2 separate regions of the Sus scrofa genome follow, and region 1 is linked to region 2. Evidence: chromatin contacts called from public Hi-C data. All regions are on one chromosome and are shown on one strand. Each heading gives the region's core, a stretch centred on a gene start, on an enhancer-like site or on the middle of the called end of the contact. The rest is flanking DNA. Distances are from core to core; before and after follow the strand shown. Region 1 overlaps ZFYVE26 (zinc finger FYVE domain-containing protein 26). Region 2 holds the start of PLEK2 (pleckstrin-2).

Region 1 (4,518 bases), core at 1,338-3,837, 410 kb before region 2:
TTACCCAGCCGAAGTTTTTACCATCTCAGTGTGACCATTCTTGTTGCATCTGTACCCCTGTCCTTTTCCTGGAGTATTTTGAAACTAATCCTAGATATTATACCACTTTTTTATAAATAAAATAGTCTATATCTCTAAAAGATAAGAACATTTATAAAACAAAACCATATGTCATTCTCATTCTGACAACAAAATTAATGGTTCCTTTTATTATCAACTGTCTAGTCAGCTATCTCATAAGGATTTTTTTAGAACTGGTCTTTTCTAGAATCAAGATCAAGGTCCACTCAGGACATTGGATTAAAATATCTCTTAAGTCTCTTAAAAAATCAGTAGTTTCCCTACTTTCTTTTTGCCCCCTTCTTCTTTTTTATTTTAGAGAGAACTGGGTCAAATGACCTGTAGAGCTTCCCACATGCCGGATTTTTGCCGATTGCTATCCTCTGGCCATCTGGGTCTCAGACCCTTTATTTCCAGTACACTGGTAGAATGATCTAGAAGCTTGATCTGATTCAGGCCTAACATTTTTTGGAAAGTATATTTGATAGGTGGTCGTGGACCTTCCATCAGGAGGCGGGGTGTCCAGTTGCCTCTCTTGCCTTCAGCCATTGATGATCACTAACTGGAGCTGTGATTTCAGTAGGGGATTGTCAAGTGATGTGATTTTAATTCTCGCGTTCCTTCCTCATTTATTAGCTGGACTATGATCACCTTTCTCTCTGACTTCTGGCTCTGACTCCTAGGTGTCCCCATTGTACGTTCCCCAAGTCCAAGGGAGAGGAGCTTGCCACAGAGTCAGCCGCCACTGGAGTTTGTGCCCCCAGCAACACCCCCTGCCAGGCACCAGTGGGTACCAGATGAGACTGAGAGCCTCTGCATGGTTTGCTGCAGGGAGCGCTTCACCATGGTAAGCAGCATCCGTATCCACTTTAGCTGCAGGCGAAATGAAAGGAAAACTCCAGTTCACCTCAGTTTAGAGTCACCTCCGGTTCCCGGGCAGATATGGGTATGTTCCAAAGAACTACCAGATCTAAGGCCCTGGGGTTATCTTTGACCTGTCCAGATGGTATTTTCTGCATTCAGACAGATGGTAGACACCTTCAGGTAGCCTTAAATTCTACCGTCTCCACCATCCCCGTAAAATAAATGAAAAGAGGCTGAGTGGTATTGCAGGAAGAGTCACCAAACATCAGGAGATCTTGTTTCCAGCTCCTGCGTCTTTCACAGTAAGACAGGTGACCTGGTGGGAGTTTCCACTGCGGCACAGTGGGTTGAGGATCTGACGTTGTCTCTAAGATGGTTCAGGTTTGATCCCCAGCCTGGCGCAGTGGGTTCAGGACCAGCATTCCCACAAATGAGATGTAGGTCCCTGGCCCAGGAACTTCCATATGCTGCAGATGCAGCAAAAAAAAAAAAAAAAAAAAAAGTAAGAAAGACAGACAGACAGACAGGTGACCTAGTAATGGGTTTATGTACTGGAGCCAAAGGACCTCAGTTCTCCTCCTAGCTCTGCCTCTTACTCACAATGTCATTCTTAACTTTTTCAGTCTCAGATTCTCACTTGTAAACTAGGGATGATCTATTATTTGACTCATGGAGCTATAAGGAGTAACTATAGTAACAAATGTTACCACACTTAACACAGTACCTAACTGGCATAATAGCTTAGCACTGATGAAAACGATGATGTAATTTCTCTCTATAAAGGAGATGTAACGCCACTCTCAAACCCTTATGATGAAACAAGGCAGTATTTGTAAGAGAATCTTGAAAAAGGACACCTTTTCATCATCATCACTACCATGTAGAAATGTGATCTGCCCTGGCTGAGAAAGTCACTTTTTCCCACGGTTCTTTGCCGTGTCCCCCAACTTCGCCCCCAGAGGCAGGTGGGACTTGTCAGGAGCTATTGAAGAACTGTCCATGGCATGGGCATCTTTGCCCATCAGCTGAGAGAGGTCCTTAAATGTCAGCTTCTTGGAGGCAGGGACTGGTCTGCTCTTTCTCAGCGGAGGCCCAGGCACCTGATAGAAGTCACAGGTGGCTAATTCCAAGGATAAGTGGGATGACAGGTGCTCGCAGTTCCTGCAATCTCACCTTCTCGTCCTTCCTCTTCCTTCTCTTCCCGGTGACACTGCTCAGTTTAACAGGCGTCATCACTGCCGCCGCTGTGGCCGGCTAGTGTGCAGTTCCTGCTCCACTAAGAAAATGGTGGTGGAAGGCTGCAGAGAGAACCCCACGCGCGTGTGTGACCAGTGCTACAGTTACTTCAATAAAGAGTGAGTGTCCTGCAGCCAGGCTGCTGCTCCTGTTGACCCCTTCATGCTCCCCGCCAGGTCCTTACGCTCCTAGGAGTCTCACTGTGGAGAGCATCTCAAATCTGAGCAATTACAAAAAGGTTTCATTGCACATCACACTACAGTGTAATGTTTGACCTTAGAGAAACTTCTAGAAAGGAAGCAGGAGTCAGAAGAAGCAGAGTTCAGAGCTCTTACATAATGTTTTCTCTGAGATTAGCACACAAGGTCCTTTGGCCTGTGCCCTGACTCAGGCCATAGATCTCATTTTGCCAACAACCTCACCTGTTTTCCAACCTCTCTTGCTCCATTTGGTCTCAGCTGGAAAAGACATATTTACCTACTGGCTTTAGGCCTCCCTTGGGTCAACTCTCATCTAGCTAGTCTTCTGGCTTGTTATCACAACTGGAAGAGCCCCCACACTTTCCGATACACAGATCACCTACTGACAAATCTCAGAAACTGCTCACACCTCTGGCAAAACAGCCCAAAACGGTGTTTGCCAGCCCAGTATTGTTCAGTTTTTTCCACCACTTCTAGTGGCAAAGGAGAGTGAAACGAAGACCCTCAGAGCATCTGGGGATATGAGCCAAAGCCACTATCCAAAAGCAAACTTACTTTGGGAGTTCCCGTCATGGCTCAGCAATTAACGAATCTGACTAGGAACCATGAGGTTGCAGGTTCGATCCCTGGCCTCGCTCAGTGGGTTAAGGATCTGGTGTTGCCGTGAGCTGTGGTATAGGTTGCAGACTCGGCTCGGATCCCGAGTTGCTGTGGCTGTGGTGTAGGCCGGCGACTACAGCTCCAATTGGACCCCTAGCCTGGGAACCTCCATATCCCGCGGGAGCGGCCCAAGAAAAGGCAAGAAGATTAAAAAAAAAAAAAAAAAAAGCAAACTTACTTCAACTTTACTAACAGACTTGAATAGATTTTACATTCTGTTCAATGGTGCAATAGCATTTTTATGTTTGGTGTTTTTTTTCAGTCTCAGCACTAAGTACATTTTTTTTTTTTTTACTCAATGAATTTTATTACATTTATAGTTGTACAACAATCATCACAACCCAATTTTATAGCATGTCTGTCCTAAACCCCCAATGCATTCCTCCCACCCCTCAACCTGTCTCCTTTGGAAACCATAAGTCTTTCAAAGTCTGTGAGTCAGTATCTGTTCTGCAAAGTTCATTGTGTCCTTTTTTTAGATTCCACATGTCAGTGATAGCGTTTGATGTTGGTGACTCACTGTCTGACTAACTTCACTTAGCATGATAATTTCTAGATCCACCCATGTTGCTGCAAATGCCATTATTTCTTTCCTTTTAATAGCTGAGTGATATTCCATTGTGTATATGTACTATATCTTCTTTATCCGCTCCTCTGTCGATGGGCATTTAGGTTGTTTCCATGTCTTGGCTATTGCAAAGAGTGCTGCAATGCACATTGGAGTACATGTGTCTTTTCGAGTCATGGTTTTCTCTGGATAGATTCCCAGGAGTGGGATTGCTGGATCAAACTGTGTTTGTTTTAATGGAGCTTTTTTTTTTTTTTTTTTTTTTTGTCTTTTTGCCGTTTTCTTGGGCTGTTCTCATGGCATATGGAGGTTCCCAGGCTAGGGGTCCAATCGGAGCTGTAGCCGCTGGTCTACACCAGAGCCACAACAACACGGGATCCGAACTGCGTCTGCAACCTACACCACAGCTAATGGAGCATTTTTAATCATTATTTACCATGAAGATTATTGACCTCATGGGTAGGAAGCCGTGCTGTGCTTATACTGTTAATTTCCCTGACCCTGGCATACCACTGCCTCCCTCTGGGTTGGCGGTGAGGAATGGGGAGATCACCTATTTACCACACTGCCAAGATCTGAAATGAGCACTTAGTATCAGTGGAAATTCTTTCATTTTGCAATCACTCAGCAATAAGCACTTTGCCCTCAAGGAGTCTCCATTTTAGCGGGGAGACAGCCAGCATTCAGATCTCAGAGCCCTTGGGAAGTACAGTGGTAGAGACATACACAGCTTAGCCCAGTGGTCAGGAAGGTGGCACTGGGTCTGAGCCTTAGAGGATGAGAAGTGAGTAGGAAAAGAAGGCACAACAGAGTATGCCTAGAAGTGGGAGTGACAACTGCAGAGGGAAGGACAGGAGGAAACGTGGGTACTTTGAGGACGTGTCAGTAGGTGGGCGATGGGGTAGGGTTCTGGATGCAGAGGCTGGCAGC
Region 2 (4,572 bases), core at 1,307-3,806:
TCTTTTTGCCATTTCTTGGGCCGCTCCTGCAGTATATGGAGGTTCCCAGGCTAGGGGATGAATTAGAGCTGTAGCCGCTGGCCTATGCCAGCACCACAGCAACGCAGGGATCTGAGCCGCGTCTGCAACCTACACCACAGCTCACGGCAACGCCGGATCCCTAACCCACTGAGCAAGGCCAGGGATCAAACCCGCAACCTCCTAGTCGGATTTGTTAACCACTGAGCCACGAAGGGAACTCTAAGTTTTTTAAATAAAATTTAATGAAAAAATAGATGCATATGTAAAAATACTCATCATGTTTAAGTGATGGGATCTGGATGGTTTTATCCTTTTTGGTATTTTGTATATTTTCTATCATAGCACAGCATTTGCCAGGAGCAAGCCTTACACTGTTAGCCTGTATTCTATAGGCTTTGCCACTAACTGGCTGTGAGACCATGGACAAGTCATTTTATTTATCTGGGCTTTGTGGATCCTCATTTATAAAATGAAATATCTTGTTTAGATGATTTAATGGTTGGATTCTGACTCTGTGATTCTAATAAACTCACTGGGTCACGATATTCATTGTGAATAAAGTTCCATGATTTATCCTTCTCCACTGTACGTATCTTAAATGGGATTCTTATTTATAGCTAAAGGAGTGACTCTCTAATAGTGAAATTTCACATCAGGCTATGAATCACCTGCATCCAAATACTGACCTTATAGTTCTCTACAGCTTCACATCCTAGACATTAGCTGGCCCTTTCAAGCAAGTCAGGATCCTTTCCACATCGGTCTTTGGCCCTGAGCGGGAGAGGAGAAGTGTCTCCCTGGAAAAGCAAGACAAGTTCTTTGGTCCTGAGTTTCCTTCCCTTCTCTCCTCCCTTCCTCCAGTCTCAGCTGTTCACCACTGTCAGCTTCCTCTGTCTCCATCCTCTTCCTGTGGTGGAGTCGGGCTTATGTCAGTGTGGTTCCCTGGTGGCTCAGCCACCACTGCCAGGGGAGGAGGGAGTGTGAGTCACGCCCTGGGTCCAGTGAGTCAGATTCAAAGTGGCTGGACCAGGGGCTGCCCCAGGACAAGAAAAAGGTTCTAAGTATGCAGAAGCCTTAGCTCCCTCCTAGTAGGGACACTGCTAGGAGAGAGAACCAGTCTTTCTCCCTTTTCCATTTCTGTGAACTCATTCAGGAATCCCTCTTGCCAAAGAAAGTGCCACCTCTTCTAAGCCTCAGAAGATTGTGTCTAGGTAAGGCCAAAACAGCCTCTGTGCCAAGTGGCTGCTCCCAGCCTCTGGGAGGAGGATGGAGAATAATAGACCATAGTTAGAGCCAAAAAGGATAAGAATTTCCCATTCCAACCTCTCATGTCCCGGGTTTGAGCCTAGCAAGTTTTCATAGCTCAGATTATTCTTTCCTCCTCTTCCCAGCTCATGGCCTGAGCAATAAGGGCCCTGGGGTTAAAATCTGAGCTTGTGTGACCTTGGGCAAGTTATTTAACTACTCCAAGTTTCAGTTTCCTCAGCTGGAAAGAATGGGATAATAAACTCATCTCATGAAGTTGCTGTGCATTAAATAGAACCCAGCACCCAATATAGGCCTGGCTTTAGAAGGTGCTGAGCCGATGTTCATTCTGAAATGGAGGGGAAGCCCCAACTGCTTTTTGCTTTTGGACTCTGAGATCCAAAAGTCAGTCTGTACGCTGAAATGGGCCATTTCCGGGGCAGGGCAATGAGTGTGCAGCTGGTTCCAAAAGGTATGACTGGCCTTCCACAGCCTGGGGCACCTTTCTCTTCCCTTTTAGGCATCCTGGGGCCTTTCCCGTCCTGCTGAACAGTCCTAACGGGGCCCTTTACACTGCAGTGCAAACAATGAATAAACTGTGCTCTAAGGACTACTAGACAGGATCAGTATTACACTATGCTGTACAGCAGAAATGGGCACAACACTGTAAACCAACTATACTCTCATAAAAATTTCAAAAAAGAAAAAGCATTACCAATACTTCCTTTTTTTCAAGCTCCAATATAGTTTGTTGTCCATCCAATCCTCGCTTAGATTTTTGACATTTTGTTCATTGTGGATATTTTTGCATGAATTTTTATTTAAAAATTTAAAATATCTTAAAATATTGCATTAAGGAGTTCCTCTTGTGGCTCTGTGGCTTAAGAACCCAACATTGTCTCTGTGAGGATGTAGGTTCTTTCCCTGGCCTAGCCCAGTGGGTTAAGGATCCAGCATTGCCGCAAGCTGTAGGCGTAGGTAGCAGATGCAGATCAGATCTGGTGTTGCCCTGGCTGATCTGTAGGCCCGCAGCTGCTGCTCAGATTTCACCCCAGCCTAGGACTTTCCATGTGCCACAGGTGTGGCAGTAAAAAGGAAAAAAAAAGTATTAAAATATTACTTATCTAGATTACTGAGTTCCTTGACACGCCCTTAAATTTTGCCCCAATGATGGCAGCTTCAGCTCTCTAGCCTTTCCTCTGCCTCCACCAGAGGCTGGAATAAAACCTGGTTCCACCTTAACCACTTTCCCACCCACACTTCTACGGAGCTCGGGGATGACACCAAATCCTTGAAATCCTTTCGCTTCAGCTTAATTCCGTAATTATTAGTCGAGGGCAGGCACCTGGTTAAGGCTGGGCGAAAACGGGAAGCGTAAAAGGCGCAGAGCGCGCTGGGGGCACCTGGATGGAGAGAGCCGAGGCGGACGGAGGAGGCTTCGGGAAGCAACACCCGGGCGGGATGAGAACAGCCGGCCGACTCCGCACCTAAGGACTAACCACCGACCCGCGGGCACCTTCGGCGGGAAACCACGTCAGAAATCCCGACCTGGACTGACTTCCTGCCCGGGAGGCCCCGCGGCCTCGGGCTCTGGGCGCGGGCCAGGGGGGCGGTGCCGGCGGCGCCGGGTCGGAGGTGCTTCCTGGGCGCAGCGGGCGGCGAGCGGCGCGCGGAGCAGCGGGAGGCGCGGGACGGCGCGGCGTGGAGGGCGCGCGGGCGGCGACATGGAGGACGGCGTGCTCAAGGAGGGCTTCCTCGTCAAGAGGGTGAGCGCGCCGGAGACTCTCCCGAAGCGGCTCGGGGCGGGCGCCCGCCCACCTAAGCCACGATGGGGCGGCCAGGGGCTCCGCGGGGCCGAACTGCGTGTGTGGGGGAGTCGTGTTAACGGTGGTTGGGGGTGAGCTTAGTTCAAAGAGAGGGCCAGATCGCAAGGCATGGAGGAGAATCCTGCTGGGCTAAGGGCGTTGGGGTACGGGGCGGGGGTGGTGGTGGTGGTGGGGCTACCGTAATGGACAAATGAAGTAAAACAACTTCAGTATGAAACATAGAGTATTTAAATGGTATTAAAACAACGTAAGTGCTCATCCGTGTAACGCATCATCATCATCTATATATATATACAATAACCCATAGGCAGGAGGAAACCTGTGGTTCTTCAGCCCTAGTGTGCACCAGTCCTGGACTAGTCTCCTTTAATCCTACCGGCCATCCGACAGGCGGGTTATACCACATTAACCCCCTTTTCTCCAAGAGGAAAACACAGCTCAAAGAGGTTAAGCAGCTTGCCCAGGATGTGGACTAGTGGGGGATGGATCGGGATCTAGCCCACTCAGGCTGACTCCAGACCTCTTCCTGCCCACTGCGGGGCGGGTATTGTTATCCTGCTATTATAGGTGAGGATACTGAAGGGCAGGAAGAGATGGCTTGCCCAGAACCCCAGGCCTAATAACAGCTGGGACTGGAACCTCCAGCCTCAGTCCTTCCATGTCACCCCATGTGGCCTTTCCCATAGCAAGTGGGTCCAGACAGAAACCCCATATATAAGATCAAGGTAGAAAATAATGGAAAAGTGATTACAAGAGGAAATTCGGTTTTTAAAAATTCTTGGAACATTCATGTTCCCACTGAACATTTATGCTAACCTAACAACAGAGCATAAAATCTGAGGATGAGCCTTTTGGCTCTTCTACTGAGTTTCCAGTTTGGGAGGGAAATGGATGAAGGGGTGGAGGGGGTCTCCCTCCCACGGCCTCCCCTGGCCACCACATCAACCCTGAAGACCCAAATCGCTTTCGGTCCAGTAGGTAACATAAGCCATGTTATTTTACACATTATTTGACGTAGGAGGGCGGGTGTGTTGTTTGCTCAAAACCTTAAGCAGGAAGAGGCATAGGGAGCTGTGTCAGATCAAGGGTCAGACTGGATACAAGCAGCTACAAAACTCCACGCCTGATTCATGCCCCGGGGATTAACATGTTAGGCTGGTTCCTCGTGGTTGTGAGGCAGCAGCAACTCAGACAGCTTTTGGGAAATTTATCTGCAGCTGGTGAGGTGAGAGAGAGAGGGCGGAGGGGGGTCTGATGGGCACTGTTGATTGTGTCGCAATAGCTGAGCCCTGGTGGGGGCCTGTTGAGGACAAACCCCCTCAGAAGGGACTTTGTGGGCCTCCCCCTGTTCCTGGAGGCTACCTACATGATTCCCCGCCAACACCACCACCACGCAGAGTCAGGGGAGCGCTAAAGGGAAGGAAGGATGTGAGTTCTCTTCTGGATGGTCCACCCAGTCCAGGGTACAGAGACGTGAGGA

What was found. Hi-C and Micro-C count contacts between places; a contact is called where the count stands out from the background.
Region 1: a contact with region 2 is called in a Hi-C map of liver, with 4 times the contacts expected there. The contact joins the enhancer-like site here to the promoter of PLEK2 in region 2. A contact is called at or near these places in 2 of 5 promoter capture datasets (fetal liver and liver) and 2 of 47 Hi-C or Micro-C datasets (embryonic fibroblasts and liver).

The regions. Positions count from the first base shown.
Region 1 is chr7:91,542,675-91,547,192 of Sscrofa11.1, reverse strand. It overlaps ZFYVE26 (zinc finger FYVE domain-containing protein 26), which reads left to right. Exons shown (of 42, transcript XM_021099396.1): 28 at 744-907; 29 at 2,143-2,279. Among named protein-coding and RNA genes, the nearest start is that of ZFYVE26, 46 kb to the left of the region's middle. Within about 2 kb of position 2,587, at least 4 of the 83 cell types and tissues checked have an H3K27ac peak or open chromatin away from gene starts, as enhancers often do. A contact at or near this core is called in fetal liver and liver, where this site is marked.
Region 2 is chr7:91,131,194-91,135,765 of Sscrofa11.1, reverse strand. It overlaps PLEK2 (pleckstrin-2), which reads left to right and starts at 2,556. Exons shown (of 9, transcript XM_001928435.4): 1 at 2,556-3,032. The coding sequence starts at 2,991. It overlaps LOC102163918 (a long non-coding RNA gene), which reads right to left and starts at 2,796. Exons shown (of 3, transcript XR_298825.3): 1 at 2,612-2,796; 2 at 708-818.